Regions from separate parts of the Zea mays genome. Here regions 1 and 2 are each linked to region 3. A link is a contact called in public Hi-C data. All regions are on one chromosome and are shown on one strand. The core of a region is the stretch at or near the end of the contact, and the rest is flanking DNA. Distances in the headings are between cores, read along the strand shown.

Region 1 (2,928 bases), core at 31-2,530, 220 kb after region 3:
CCAGAAGCTCCAAAAAGCTGAAACAAACGGGGGCAATGTTCTCTCGTTGATGGTAGGTGCTTGTCATAAAGATGATCAACGAACAAATATAGGAAAGAGACTAGATTTGTGATAATGCGTGTTATTGCTTATGAGATATATATAGAAGGACAAGCACCACAACATGTGTCTCTTAGATGGCGAGTTTTCCCGTGTTAGTTATGCCACTTTTCCTATTTATATTTCAGGTACCGGTTTTTAGATGATTTCAGGTAACATACCTATACAACCAATTGGTATAAATAAATTTGTTGTTTCTATAATTTGTAATTTGTGTCTTTATCATAACAAATCATTTTTTTGTTTTTATCAGACTATAGAAATCATTCTATCGTCTAATGGATTTTTTTATTCTGGAACACGAAAATTGTAGATTATGCCTACATAAATCACAACGAACCAAATCTATAATTTTAGTATAAAATATACGCAATAGCCATCGCCTGAAAAAATTAAAATTAGAACATGGATTTTAGCAAATCCTTAGTTATGACATTAGGACGAGGATAGAGGAGGTTTGCATCATTTTTTTGGCAATCTTCGATGAAATATATGATTATTAATGCACATATGATTAGATGACACGAATATTTTTTCTTCTCTAGATCCAGCCCTTATTCGAAAACCAATGCAGTCAACCATATATATGTTGCTTGCTACGTTTAAAATCAGATGGAGAAAAGGTGCACACAAGTTGCTTCGAAACAGAGGCAATGTTAAGTAGTAGAGCTGTGATCTATAATTATCATCTATTCAAGTTAGGCACTCCAAAGTATGGCGAAAAAAACACGTTAGTAGTTTCTATTAACATCCGCGTGATCTTTACAAGGAGAAGTCAGTAGCCTTGCGCCCTTGCCTTACGCAAGAGGCAAGCAAACAAGGAGCATTCATATACCATGTCATCCGCCCACCAAAGTGGCAAGGTGAAAAGGATGGGAAAAAGAGGGGAAAAAACAGAAGGAAAAAAAAAGAGCACAGGTTTATCATGCATGCTTGAGATGGATCAGTCACTCCAGCAGAGGAGCATGACGACGCATCGGCGGATGATGTAGAGCCGAGCCTTCTGCTCCCTTAGCACCCTCTGCAGCTTCCCCCTCTGCTGCTGCTTCTTCTCCTGCTGCTGCGCCATGGCTGCTGCGGATGATCAGGGGCAGGGACCGGATGTGGTTGCCCAGAAGGTTCAGGTGCTCATATCAGCAGTAGTGGTGCAGTGCTCGGTGCTCTCCTTTCTAGCTAGGTGATGGGGACCGGAGGAGAGATGCATCTCTTGTTTATATAGACAAGGGGCCGGCCGGCAGGATCTTGATGCCACCGCACCCACCGCTCACATGCAGTCAACACTCATGTGTGCCTTTGATAGGGATGAAACTAGACCAAGTACAGACGGACATCAGTGACCCTGCATTCTGTTTTTTTTTTCTCTCTCGATACATTCTGATATTAAAATTTTAAATTCAGATACGGACTTTCCATATATGATTTTGACACTTTATTGACGGGTGAATCAATAATAAAAAAAAAGTATCCGTCCCATGCATTTTACCCCTAGACTTGGACGTACGCGCGCGACAGCTTGTGATGCTCCTCCCATTTTTTTCTATTGCTTATTATAATAATAAATTGTTTAATTAGGGGGGGCAGCAGATAGGATGCATGCTTACCTGCATCGCAACATGATGATGGATGGATGGATATCAAATGGAATGGACCCTTGATGGGTGCTGAGGAGCAAGCAGCTCGCCATGATTAGAGGACCGTGCGCCGCGCCGCGCGCCTGCCTGACAGGATCAAGAGTTGGCCATCCATGCCTGCCTGCAAGCAAATAAGGTTGGTTCACAGGTTGCTTAATTAATTTATACAATGGCAGCGACGCGACGGCTGCTTATATATGAGATGGCCCTCAAGCAGTCAAGAGGTTACCTGAACGAAAAGCTGCCGCTAGCTATTAGCTAGGGTTGCTCACAGGGACGCACAGTTAGCCCTTCCCACCGCCAAACGGACAAGGACACTCACTGACAGTCTGTGTGTAGTAGAATAGGAGTACGCTAAGCTAGCTAGGAAGAGATGTGGAAAACAACAGGGGAACGCATGCATGCATGGACTCGACAACGGAATTTGTTTTTGCTCCTTGCCTGCGGATATGTCATGTGCATTGCTTGAATGCTTGTATACTGGTTACAACAACCCTATTCAGATCCATACTTGGACGTCCCTAGTGCGCACAGATATATAGGAAACATACATGCATTTCTATATTTCCCGTGTGCGGAAAACAATAGGACGCAGAATTCCATGGGAGGAGATAAAGTTTTTCATCGATATATTCTTGGCAATGCATATGCATATCCTCCTCGTTTCGATTCCATACCAAACAACCAAAATTTCCACTTAGCGCTAGACAAAATTTCCACCAGCAGGCAACCACCAATCAGGAGTGCAGAACTACCAGGCGTCAGCGAATCCTTAACATTCGATGGAAGAATCAATTACTAGTACATGTTGATTTTAACTCCTACGTGTACAGGCAAATCATGCAGTAAGACAAGTCTGCATACCTGTTAGTATACCAGTAATACAGATCAGAGAATTACTGTTATATGTTTTCTTTCCCTTCCGCAAAAATATACCACGTTCTGGGTTGCACAGTCTGCGCATGCGCAGAGGGTCTTCTTGCTCACGAAGAACCCTAGAACTCCCCCAAGGGACCCCGTCACGGAGGAGACTTCTAGGGGGTGCCCCTGGATCAGCAGGCCACCCGAAACTTCCCTATATATGATGTAGAGTAAAAGAGGGATGAAGATTTGAGGTTTGGGAAAGGCTAAACTAGGTCTAATTTCACTACACCACGGTTGAGTTTTAGAAACCCTTATTAAGCACCAATTGTTGGTC
Region 2 (3,116 bases), core at 174-2,673, 230 kb before region 3:
CAACTATAAAGTTGCATAACTTTTCGAGATCTACAAGTTCTATTTTGATAGTTTGTACATCCGAGGCCGTTTACAAAATTTGAAAACTTCACACGAACTTTTCAATGATAAGATGATTTCAAATAAAAAAATTGTCATTTACAAGGTTTCATTACATTTCAAAACCTACAACTTTTATTTTGGTGGTTTTTCCATCCGAGGTAGTTTGAAAAATTCAAATTTTAAAATTCAAATATAGTTTTGCTTGACAAAATGATTTCAAACCAAAACATTGTCAACTACAAAGTTTCATGACTCTTCAATACCTACGACTTTCATGTTGGTGGTTTTTTCTTTCGAGATCGTTTTCAAAATTCAAGTTTTAAATTTTTTAAATTGAGACGTAGTTTTTGTTGACAAGATGACTTCAAATGAAAAAGTTACCAACTACAAAATTCTATAACTTCTCAAGATCTACAAAGTTTATTTTGGTTGTTTGGTCATTTGTTCATTTCACATTATGGTTCTAACAATATGTACAAATCTTAAACATCTAAACTACGAGAGAGATAGGTTTTATGAACAAATTTATTTTTATTTTATCATATGAAGAAATGTTCAAAATATAAATTATACATCATGATGAGTTATACAAATTGGTAGTTGAAAACTTTTTTATTTGAATTAATTTACTGTTTTAACCGAGAATTTTTTGCGTGACACTCGGCAAAGAGCTTCTTTGTCGGGTGTCCGAAAAAACACGCAAAATATTTGGTACTTGCAAAGAGCCAAATTCCGGTAGTGAGTACAAAACGTCTATATGCCTGCGGATGACAATCTGGCTGTGTGGAGAATCGAAGTATCGTGGAGATTATGTGTGGAAGAAGATAAATGTGTCTACAGGGTTTAAAATATAGAAAGTGACATATTCCTCCTACCTCAATGACTCGGTCGATTCTATGTTGACATTGATTTTGAACAATTTTTACCAAATCGATTCTTATAGATTCAGACCGAAAAGATTGCGTTTGACAGTCCGCAACAACTATTGGTGGTCAGAACATAAATTTAAGCTGAAACAAACACCACGCTTTTCGTGAACGTCCGGCCGGTTCAGGCTTGAAATTTGACTGAAATGGTAGTTCAATTCATTTGTTAATTTGAGGTGATAGGGATGACTGAAATGCATGTTGCCCAGTAGACGACAGGTACCATCACAAATATATAGGTGATAGGGATATGACTGCCTATCGTGTTTGAAATGCGTGCGCGATCAGGTCCCAAGTTTGGGCCAAACTTTTATTGGCATCCGTCCATATAGCTTTTGTGAGAACGATACGCTTTGGAACTAGCAGCTGAAACGAGAACGGTGGTGTTTGCGTCGTCCAATGTTGAAGCAAGGATGCCAAGCCTGAACTGGTTTCAGAGAGCGGCGGCTAACCGCGTGAGCAATTTCAGTACTACTATGTCGCGTACGATAGGATCATTAATTGGAGGGTGTTTTGCTCAAGCACAGCTAGTCCAGTGATTATTATTCACCGAAAGTTGTAAATTCTTGCTTTTTAGATCAATTCCAGTTGAAAGTACACGCCATCATGCTGTCGTTGTCGTCAACACAATAATTGATGGGTGCGTGGCACCACAGGTCAATTCAAATGCATGCAAGTGCTAATTACAGTACAAAGTTGACACATCACATACACTTTCCAGCGGCTCACTTATATGTTCACTCAAAACACTATTTTGCACTATAGACTACATTATTCGCACGGTAGAGTTTGAATATTTGGATATGAATGGGTAAGCGGCTAGAGATAGCCTAAGTAGGACGGTTGCCCCTGCGTATGACTTTTTGATGTTCGATCTGCAATCCGTTCGTCTTATTGGTCTCGTGTGAGTCATAGGAACATTTTCAAAACACGAGATCACTGGTTGCTTGATGTGCTTTTGGTTTGATCGATTTCTTCATCTCCATTTGAAGTTAAGTGCTCAAGTTCCAGTTTTAAAATACCAAATTTGATTGGCTCCTATTCACCCCCCTCTAGTAGCCTTTTCGTTCAATTGGTATCAGAGCCGGTTAAGGATCAATCCACACCAATCGGTTCTTGATTCACAGAAGGCGACATGGAATGAGGTGTTGGCAAACCTTCATTCTTCCGTGGGACGAACTACCATACTGGAAGATCACATGTCCGCGTGTTGGCGCTAATTTGGGCGCCAATCACTGCGAGGTGTACCGGCGGCAGTGCTTTCTGCAGCAGCGCGGACGGTCCGCGGTCTGCGGTCGGACGGTCCATGACCTATGGCAGGAGAAGGGTCTTCTTTGCGCCGAACCAGACGGTCCGCATGTGCGCAGAGACGGTGGCGTTCACCAACAGCACCTGGATCTAACCCTCCATGAGGGACCTCATCAAGAAGGAGAGATCCTAGGGTTTGTCTTAGGATCGACAGGCCACCCAAGATGCCTCTAGACGACGTAGAGTCGAAGAGAGGTGAAGATCGAGGTGAAGAAGGCTACGCTACTGTTTACTCCTAAGGGCAAAAAGTAAAGGAACAATTGAATATATAAGGAGGGTAGGTCTGGACCCATTCCTAGCCGTTCTCCAACAACTCCCACGGGTTTAGAGGGACAAACACGCATGGAGATAGGAGTTTAATTCAATTGATCTAATCCTATCGCGGACTGTCCGATTGTGCCCAGTGCCACAAATGGTGCTCAACACTGCGTATCTTCATACATCAGTTACAAAGTATGGGAGATTTGCCTTGATGATGGTTTCGAGGTCGAGGATGCTCGAATGACGCCTCTTCAGATAGAGTACCATGATTCGAACAACAAGGTCTGAAACGCTCTGTTCTCATTCTTTCTCTTGGTGAGTTTGAGCGAGCTGGACATTTGGGTACAACTCATAAGATCTGATCTATCCTTGAGAAATTCCATGAGATCAATGATGATGTAAAGACCATATGTACTCTTGAGACATACCTGCGAGAGTACGAGAACTTTGTACAGTTGGCTGCAGAGGCCATATACACTATATTTTCTCAGTTCAAGTCGATTGTTAACAAGATGGCAAACAAGGCGCAACTGCCCTATGATGATCATGATAGAGCACTCAAGTTACTACATGCTCTAG
Region 3 (2,999 bases), core at 416-2,915:
GGAGTAGGCAAGTGTTGACTTGGCCAAACCATGGGATAAACCACTGTGCCATCTCTGTTTTGATCTCTCTGTGGTCATCGTGTTGTGCAAGTTCTCTTCTCTAGCCACTTGGCTTAATTGTGCTAACTCCTAATCAAGTTTTGTGGATTAAGTTTCAAGTGTTTTACAGGATCACCTATTCACCCCCTCCCTCTAGGTGCTCTCACTCTCTCGAGTGAGTTCTTCCTGAGCTTGCGGACTTGTCGCCGTCGGTCACGATCTCCCTCTTGGCGTGATCTCTCGACATCACTTCGAGTGGTTAGACTCTAATGAAGCACCAGCTCTGATACCAATTGAAAGTCGTCTAGAGGGGGTGGATAGGTGGAAACTGAAATTTACAAACTTAAAGCACAACTACAAGCCGGGGAAAGCGTTAGGAATAATACGGAGTCCGAAAGAGAGGGTGAAAAACAAATCACAAGCAAATAGAGTGGATGACACAGTGATTTGTTTTACCGAGGTTTGGTTTTTGCAAACCTACTCACCGTTGAGGTGGTCACAAAGACCGGGTCTCTTTCAACCCTTTCCCTGTCTCAAACGGTCACCTAGACCGAGTGAGCTTCCTTCCTTGATTTCCCGGGTCACTTAGACCCCGCAAGGACCACCACACAATTGGTGTCTCTTGCTTTGCTTACAAGGCTTTGAGATTAAGAATGAGAGAATGAAGAAAGCCAACCAAGCAATAAGAGCAATAAAAGAACACAAGTCGATCTTCTCACAAGTCCTAAAAACTAGAGTTGAATTGTGGACTTTGATTTGATCGGAGGCTTTGATTTGTGTCTTAGAGTGTTGTGTATTGCTCTTGTATTGAATGAGGAGTAGTGAATGCTTGGATGCCTTGAATGGTGGTGGTTGGGGGTATTTATAGCCCCAACCACCAAAATAGTCATTGGGGAGGGCTGCTGTCGATGGGCGCACCGGACAGTCTGGTGCGCCAGCCCCGTCACCCAACCGTTAGGGTTATGACGGTTTCGACCGTTGGAGCTCTGACAGCCTGGGCCACCGGACAGTCCGGTGCTGCACTGGACAGTCACTGTTCACTGTCCGGTGCGCTTTATGGCGCTGCTCTGACTCTGCACGAACTGTCCGCGCACTGTTCAGTTGTTAGTCGACCGTTGGAGTCGACCGTTGCGCTGGCGAGCCGTTGCTCCGCTGGCACACCGGACAGTCCGGTGAATTATAGCGGAGCGCGGCCTCAGAAACTCGAAGGTGAAGAGTTTGAAGTCGATCCGTGTCACACCGGACAGTCCGGTGCGCCAGACCAGGGTTCACTTCGGTTTCTTTTGCTCCTTTCTTTTGAACCCTAACTTTAATCTTTTTTTGGTTTGTGCTAAACCTTTGGCACCTGTAGAACATGTAATCTAGAGAAAACTAGTTAGTTCAATTATTTGTGTTGGTCATTTCAAACACCAAAATCATTTAGGAAAATGTTTGATCCTATTTCCTTTTCAATTACCCAATGATGTACTCGGCCCGATCTACACCGTTGATTATCCTATCTACGACTCTAGTTGAGTAAACCCAAACGATGGCCCAATCTAATCATGGCTACACATCAAGACATCAACGGTCAGAGGTTCGTCGCCCTCCTTCCGATATTGAATCTCAGCAGCGACCGTGCACGCACGACGACACCTCGCTGGGAAGCAACACTCTCGACCCCTCGGGCTAACGAATTTGAACACAGGGAGCAACTACGCAGAGAGAAGTGTAGTGGGCCGCGAAGTGAGAAGCAACCCAGTGCTTGTTTTCTGTTTTCTTTTTTTTCTATTTTCTTTTTTGAATTTCCTATTTCAATTTTAGTAGTTTTTCAAATCCAAATTGAAAACTTAGTTTTGAACCCCAAGCTTTTCACTAAATGCACAAGCAAAGACCCATCATGTGTGCAACATATTTTTATATTAATTACTTTACTCGAAATGCTTTAATTATGTAAAACACCCATTTTAAGAAAAAGTTAAAAGTATAGTCATTTAAATAAGAATAATAATAATAATAATAATAATAATAATAATTTCTAGTGTTTAATCCTTGATTAAGAGATAATTTATCTTAAATACTCAAAGAATACTTACAAATGTAAAAGTCAACAAGGATAAGCTTAATTCATATAGGAATCTTTTTATTTACTCTTTATTAGAAATCATATTTAGGACAAGTAATTTTAGGTAATAAAATTCTTATTAAAAACATATTTTAAATCAAAACTTTTGAAGAATTTTCCAATATCCTAAGTTAGAAATTTTTAAGGTGTTACATGACGACGGGACGCCGGACGACTGGGGGCCCGACGCTGTCTCGGAAGGATGCACTGTGGTGCCGGCAGGCCGCGTGTTGGATGACGATGTAGTGCCGGAGATATGGACGATGGCGTTGTCCTGCTGCATGCAGCCCGTGCTACCTTCCGCAACGAGCAGGAACGGAGTTGCAATGAGCGGGAAACAGAAAAGCTAGGCGAGATATCGGGAGAGAGGAATGGCGGCAAAGGTAGAAGTAAAACAGAATTAGTTGCTAATTACGGGATTTGAGACCCAAGGGTTGGAGATTACCAATTTGTTCGGTCCAAAACAAATTGAATAAGTCTATAATACGAGTTTGAAGGCCCAGATTGAAGACTCCCTATTGGAGTTCCTCTAAGGGAAAAAATGAAATCAGACACAAATACATCCTACGACTTTCTGCAAGACCATTTTGGAGCTCTACACATTTTTCTTTCAAAAGCTTGCAAGCCTGACCACTTATTTATAACATGAAAACGGCACCTCACTGACGTCAGGATAAGATTTCTTTTCCTGAATGCATAGTTCATTTGGATACATTGACCATAGTGTGTGGCCACCGTTCCACAGGTCTGCAGAACTGAAGCAGAACAGATCCTTAACAACTCTCGGAAAATAGTACTACCTCCCTTCTCGAAAATATTTATCGCTCACTAATTTACTTTAAAAAGTGAACTGAAC

The links. Hi-C and Micro-C count contacts between places; a contact is called where the count stands out from the background.
Region 1: a Hi-C map of leaf shows a contact between it and region 3, with 5 times the contacts expected there. The contact joins the promoter of LOC100502539 here to the enhancer-like site in region 3. A contact is called at or near these places in 2 of 25 Hi-C or Micro-C datasets (ear and leaf).
Region 2: a contact with region 3 is called in a Hi-C map of leaf, with 3 times the contacts expected there. The contact joins two enhancer-like sites. A contact is called at or near these places in 2 of 25 Hi-C or Micro-C datasets (bundle sheath and leaf).

What each region holds. Positions count from the first base shown.
Region 1 is chr7:88,466,360-88,469,287 of Zm-B73-REFERENCE-NAM-5.0, forward strand. LOC100502539 reads right to left here and starts at 1,281. Exons shown (of 1, transcript NM_001364989.1): 1 at 944-1,281. The coding sequence starts at 1,168. The coding sequence ends at 1,043.
Region 2 is chr7:88,014,323-88,017,438 of Zm-B73-REFERENCE-NAM-5.0, forward strand. No RefSeq gene overlaps it. Among protein-coding and RNA genes, the nearest start is that of LOC109940943, 20 kb to the left of the region's middle. Within about 2 kb of position 1,424, at least 9 of the 20 cell types and tissues checked have an H3K27ac peak or open chromatin away from gene starts, as enhancers often do. A contact at or near this core is called in bundle sheath and leaf, where this site is marked.
Region 3 is chr7:88,242,271-88,245,269 of Zm-B73-REFERENCE-NAM-5.0, forward strand. No RefSeq gene overlaps it. Among protein-coding and RNA genes, the nearest start is that of LOC100383382, 130 kb to the left of the region's middle. Within about 2 kb of position 1,666, at least 13 of the 20 cell types and tissues checked have an H3K27ac peak or open chromatin away from gene starts, as enhancers often do. A contact at or near this core is called in bundle sheath, ear and leaf, where this site is marked.